Linked DNA regions of Mus musculus: region 2 is linked to region 1. The links are chromatin contacts, called in public HiCAR-type maps. All regions are on one chromosome and are shown on one strand. Each heading gives the region's core, a stretch centred on a gene start, on an enhancer-like site or on the middle of the called end of the contact. The rest is flanking DNA. Distances are from core to core; before and after follow the strand shown.

What was found. HiCAR-type assays count read pairs that join an accessible place to other places.
Region 2: a HiCAR-type map of astrocytes shows a contact between it and region 1, with 2.6 times the contacts expected there. The contact joins the promoter of 1700047F07Rik here to the enhancer-like site in region 1. A contact is called at or near these places in 5 of 39 promoter capture datasets (the HPC-7 cell line, HPC-7-derived erythroid cells, cranial neural crest and 2 more), 1 of 115 datasets of contacts at active chromatin or transcription factors (astrocytes) and 2 of 9 other capture datasets (embryonic stem cells and liver).

The regions. Positions count from the first base shown.
Region 1 is chr4:106,629,394-106,632,152 of GRCm38.p6, forward strand. All of the region lies in intron 1 of Ttc22 (tetratricopeptide repeat domain 22), which reads left to right. Among named protein-coding and RNA genes, the nearest start is that of Ttc22, 8.3 kb to the left of the region's middle. Within about 2 kb of position 1,333, at least 111 of the 459 cell types and tissues checked have an H3K27ac peak or open chromatin away from gene starts, as enhancers often do. A contact at or near this core is called in astrocytes, where this site is marked.
Region 2 is chr4:107,688,245-107,691,003 of GRCm38.p6, forward strand. 1700047F07Rik (a long non-coding RNA gene) reads left to right here and starts at 1,356. Exons shown (of 4, transcript XR_867984.2): 1 at 1,356-1,494. It also overlaps a transcript of Dmrtb1 not described here and the pseudogene Gm12899.

The DNA.
Region 1 (2,759 bases), core at 83-2,582:
ATGTCCCTTACCCACCAGCCACAGAAGCAGGATCTTCAGGCTTCCCGGAGGAGAAGGGTCTGATCCTTTGGCCCATTAAAAAAGTACCAGCCCACTTTCACGCCACCCCCGATCAGTCCAGCCAATGGCTTTCAAACTTAGCACAGTAAGCAAACCAATCTCCGAACCACACCTCTAGAGCCACAGAGGAGTGAGTCAAGACTTTGCATTTCTAAGTCAGGCCTGGTGGCTCACACAGTAATCCTAGTACACCCAGACTGAGGCAGGAGGATTGCCAACCTAGACTACGGTATGAAACCCTGTCTCAAAACAAAACAAACAAAATAAACCAAATGTCTTAGTCAGGATTTCTATTGCTGCCATGAAACATCTTGACCAAAAAGCAAGTTGGGGAGGAAAGGTTTTATTCAGCTTATACTTCCATGGCACTGTTCATCACCAAAGGAAGTCAGGACAGGAACTCAAATAGGGCACGGAACCTGGAGGCAGGGGTTGATGACGAGACCATAGATCGGGGGTGCTACTTATTGGTTTGACTATCAATATAACAATAGCTAAGCCTGGGTATGGAGATGCACCCCTATAGTCCTAGCAGGAGGTGGAGACAGGATGAGTGCAAGCTTTGGGCTAGCTCAGGAAGACCTTTTCTCATTAAACAGGGTGGAGGGTGGGGCTGGGGGTAAAGAATACCAGGAGGAAGTCTCAGTCCTGGCTTTGGGGACACTACCCTGCCTCAGTTTCCCCACTTTCCCTTCCACACAGGACATTCTGAAGCCCTAATTAAGCTCAATGTGCTTTGCAAATGGTAGCCACTGTTTAAACCCTAGCTCTTTGTGGTTCGATACTGTGGGGGAAACGTGAACTTGAAGTCAGAGGTGGCCTGAAAAAGCGGGTGACGCCAGGAGCCTCCATAGCTTTATGCCAGCTTCCCCCATCTCAGGAGGAACAAGAGAGATTCAGAGGATCCTGAGGCTGGTGCTCAGGGAAGCCCTAGAGTCATCTGTCACTCTCACCTGTACCTCGTTAGTCCCAGGGTCACTGTACACTCAGGCTGGGTCTCATGTGATCCCTTCCTGAGAATCGAGGCCAGCCTGTAGCTAAGGCTCTGGTGCTGGCTGGCCACTGTCAGAGCATCAGGGCACTGATGATGATTGAGCACGGAGTGTCCCACACAGAGCCCGTGCCGAGCAGTCCCAGAAACTCCTTCCAGAGTGCTCTCAGCCTTTGCCCCCTCCCAGGCTGCCTCTAGGAGTGGGAACCCTGGAGCTATGTGCCTTGCCTGCCTGCTGAGGCTCTGCAGCAGGAGAGGCAAGCAGCCCCTCCTTTCGGCAGGAGCACACGGGCAGTCACAGGCCTGTTTAATTTAATGCACTGTGGCTTGCCAGGTTGCCCCTGGTAACAGCTTCAGCTGCTACTTCCAAAACAGCCAGGATTTTTAAAGGGACAAGGCTATTTTCAGGCTGGCATTGTACTATGGAGGAACAGCATCCAGGAGCCTCTTCTCCGGGATGCTGAAAACCCAGCAGCACTCTGAGGCCTCCACTCCATGGCCACTAACCCCGTCTGTAATTCAGAAGCCAGCCTGAAGCCCACTCACAAGTATGATCTGCTACATTTGAGATTCGTCACGTGTCATATTCAAATAGCTACATTTTGGAAATGTCAGTTTAGCCTCCAAATTTGGAAGGCAGGGAAAGAGAAGAACCTAGGAACTGCTCCTGCAATTCAGGGATAGTTCCACCAGGTGGCGATGTTGCTTCCATCATGAAAACCGTAACTGGGTTATAAACTCTAGAATGTTGACGGTGAGCAGAGTGGTGGGGGAAGGACTCATTTGTAAACCTTGATATTATCTCACATGGAGTTATTCCGCCTCTCTGGTCTCAGTGTTCCTGGATATAGAATAAGGAGATCAATAACAGTGTTGAGGAAAAGACTGGAGGCTAGGGCCATGGAAGTAGAAGTTGAACTCCCAGCTCTGTCATTCACAGATTATGTGGTTTGAGGGAATAATTTAACATCTTTGGATCTGAATGCCAATGAAAGGAATGTCTACATAGCAAATGGGCTACCATGGGCTACACAACAAGTCCAGGACTAGGCTACATACTGACTGAGATACTGTCTCAAAACAAAACATAATTGGGGTCCTGTGGAAGTAAGAAAGATGCCTTGTAGCCCTAGAGAAGGGGGAATGGGGAGAGGTGGGATATCTTCAGGCTCTAGGCCCTGAAATCCTATGGCTCTTTGGGGTATTGAAACAGATTACACTAGACAAAACACCCCCAGGCCAGCCCATACTAGGACATGAGTGTTTGCCCTAGGAATGACCCACCCACACAGGCCCCAGAGGCATGTAGCACTATCCTCCTTTGCAGTTAAGAATACAGCCCCTAAGTACTCATCCCTACGGTCACCCAGTTGGACCACTCAGGTGTGTGAGCTGCCAGCCCCTGATTTGCTCATTCGAAGCCAGAATCCATCCCATCAGCTCCTGTGTTAGCCCCATCTTTTGTCATGGGGTCACGGAAGGAAGTGTGGTGCTTCCTTCCTCCATGTGGGAGGTTGGCACTACCCAGCTCTAACCCCTGCTATGGCTCCCAACTGTTTCCCACAAATGGGCTCCAAAGCCTAAGTCTGGTATATTGGGGCTTCCTGATATTCTTCCCTGCTGATTCCCTAACTCCCGGGGCTAGGGGTTCCAGCCCTGGTCACATGTAGATACCACACATCACTCTCCTACATCTCTGAATTTCTGC
Region 2 (2,759 bases), core at 106-2,605, 1.1 Mb after region 1:
AGCGTTATCAACTGATGGAAGGGCGGCAGGACTCAGCTAATTCCAAGCAGGGATGTGACCGAGCAGGCAGGATCCACTGACCACCAGCTGCACTGGGCAGCCTGAGCCAGAGGGGTGTTTGGCTAACCCAGCGGGTGTTAATGGCTTAGACAGAGCTGGAAGCACGGCTTTGTCTGGACTTGCCCTGGTCATCGCTAAGACAGAGTGAAAGTCCCGTTTACAAAGCCAAGCAGTGAGCAAAACAGACAGACGGGAGACAAGCAGTGAGCAGAACAGACAGACAGGAGACAAGGCTTTCATGCTGATGCCCACGACGGTTGCTCCTGGGAAAGGCAAGAACGGTCTTAAGAAATAACAGGAAAAAGCTGGTCCTGACCGTGGCCGTTGATGCTGCCTGCACATTGCTCTGGAAAGAGACAGGAGACAGAGTTGATTCAAACACTATGCAGTGCCCAGGACTACTTTTTAATTTTTAAAAAATGTGTGTGTGTGTATGTCTTTGTGTATGAACACGTGTGTGTGTGTGTGTGTGTGTGTGTGTGTGTGTGTGTGTGTGTGTAAGCTAATAGATACTGGATATCTTCCTCAATTACTAACCATCTTATTTTTTTTGAGACAGAGTCTCTCGATGAACCAGGAGCTAAGTGATTCAGCCAGACTAAATGGCCAGGAAGCAACAGGAATGAATATATATATATATATATATATATATATATATATATATATATATATGTATATATATATATATATATGTGTATTCCTGTTGAAGAATATTTGATCACATTGTGAACCCTGAGATTGTTATTTACTGAAAAAAAAATGTTTCTAGTTATGAAGTAGGTAGCCCTTAGCACACACCTTTAATCTCTCTGGCTGGAATACAGACACACCTTTAGCACACATCTTTAATCCCAAACAATGAAGGTCAGGTTAGTTTGTAGAAGGAAGCAGCCGTGTTTGAAAGTGATGTCTAATTGAGTGGCAGACAAAGTGGTGAACCAGAGAAAGGTATGAGAGAATAGGATACGCCCAACTCTCATGAGAAGAGAGAGGTAAGAGAAGCTGTTTAAGAGAGAGGAGTTTTAGAGAGAGAGGAAAGGAAGGAGGCAATTTTACTGGGGAGTTTTACAGAGACAGGCTGCAGAGAGAACAAGCTAGACATAGGTGAAGTCAGAATGAGCCATAGAATGAGAAGGAGCCAGAAGATTAGAACAGATTGCCTAAGTTAGTATGAGACCAAGCAAAGGAATTCAGGAGAGACAGAGATAGAGACAGGCAGAGAGAGAAACACACACACAGAGAAAACAGATTGAAACAGTCAAAGCTCAGGAAAAAAAAAAACCAACCTAGAAAGTGTGAGCTTATTCAGCAGCGAGTCTCAGAGGCTGAAAATATTCTAGACCTAGATAAGATTGTACAGAGGCTAGAAGCTTCCAGGACTAGCGTAGGTTAGCAGACAGAGGCAGCAAGCCTCGGAGACAACGATCACCTCAGGTGAGTAGAAGTTACTTTTATATCTTTCTCTTTGTCTCCTGAGCCCTGGTGTCACCGGCATGTGCCCTTGGTTTTACGCAGGTGCTGAGCATCTAAGCTCAGGTCTCTGTGTTTACATGGCAACCGCTTCACATGGCAACCGCTTCACTGAATGATCCACCTTCCCATCCCACCCCAGCAAGACTGTCCTGATGGAGAAGGTTGGATCCATTCCTTTCTGGAGATGCTGTGGGATCTGATTTCTTTTGCTTCAGCCATCCCAAAACCTTGTTTCCCACTGCAAGATCTGTGATAAAGTAATCTATGTGAGCATGGCAGCATCACACTGCGACTCCATGGGACATGTGAATGAATAGCACTCACTCTTAGTTTGCCAGAAGTGACAGGATGATTTTCTGTATAAAATAATTCCTGTTCACCAGAATAGATTGAAATGAAATTGTTTCTATTTGTCAAACTATAGAAATTTGAAGAATTCTTGTTCCTGTTTAAAAACATAAAAAAAAAATTTTTTTTTCTTAAAGTTCCCTACATCAAAGATTGGGATGTTTTGAATGGGTTTTTCAAGAGAGGAAATACTTGTTATAATAATAAACCAAAGTACTTAACAGAAAATTGTTAGTTATCCTGACAAAAAAATAAAGATTTTAAGAGTCTTTTGAATATCATAGTCTCAATAAGGGTTTTCAAATTTTCTGGGTGAAATTCTAGGTGCAGTGGGTGCTTGTCTAGTACATGTGAGATCCTAGGCCTAGTTCCCAGCACCAGAAAGGAGAAGACATGTTATATATACTTTATTTATAGTATTTTTATTGTGTTACATACATATTAAAGTCATTGAGTTGTTTGTTGTGGCAGATGCATGAGGGTTGCTGCAAGTCTGAGGCCAGCCTAGTCTACAGAGGCCAGCCTAATCTACATAGCATGTTCCATGCTACCCAGACCCTGACTCAAACCCCCCCCACACACACACACATACACACACACACAAAGTCTGGAGCATAAATTGCATCATTCCACAGCTTAGCAATACCACAGACTGAAAGGCTAGACTTTGCATTATCAAATTTAAGTTTGAACATCAGGTACCGGTGGACCATCAGGCCTGAGGCAATGTTTATTCAGATTCTACATCTGACCACTCAAGCTCTCTTCATGTCCTCATTAATAATTGAAGAGAAATGCTAGTCAACGTGAGTTCTTTTTGAGTTAACATATTTTAGTCTTGTTAAATACAAAATGCTTCTGTGTTCACTTCACAGCTG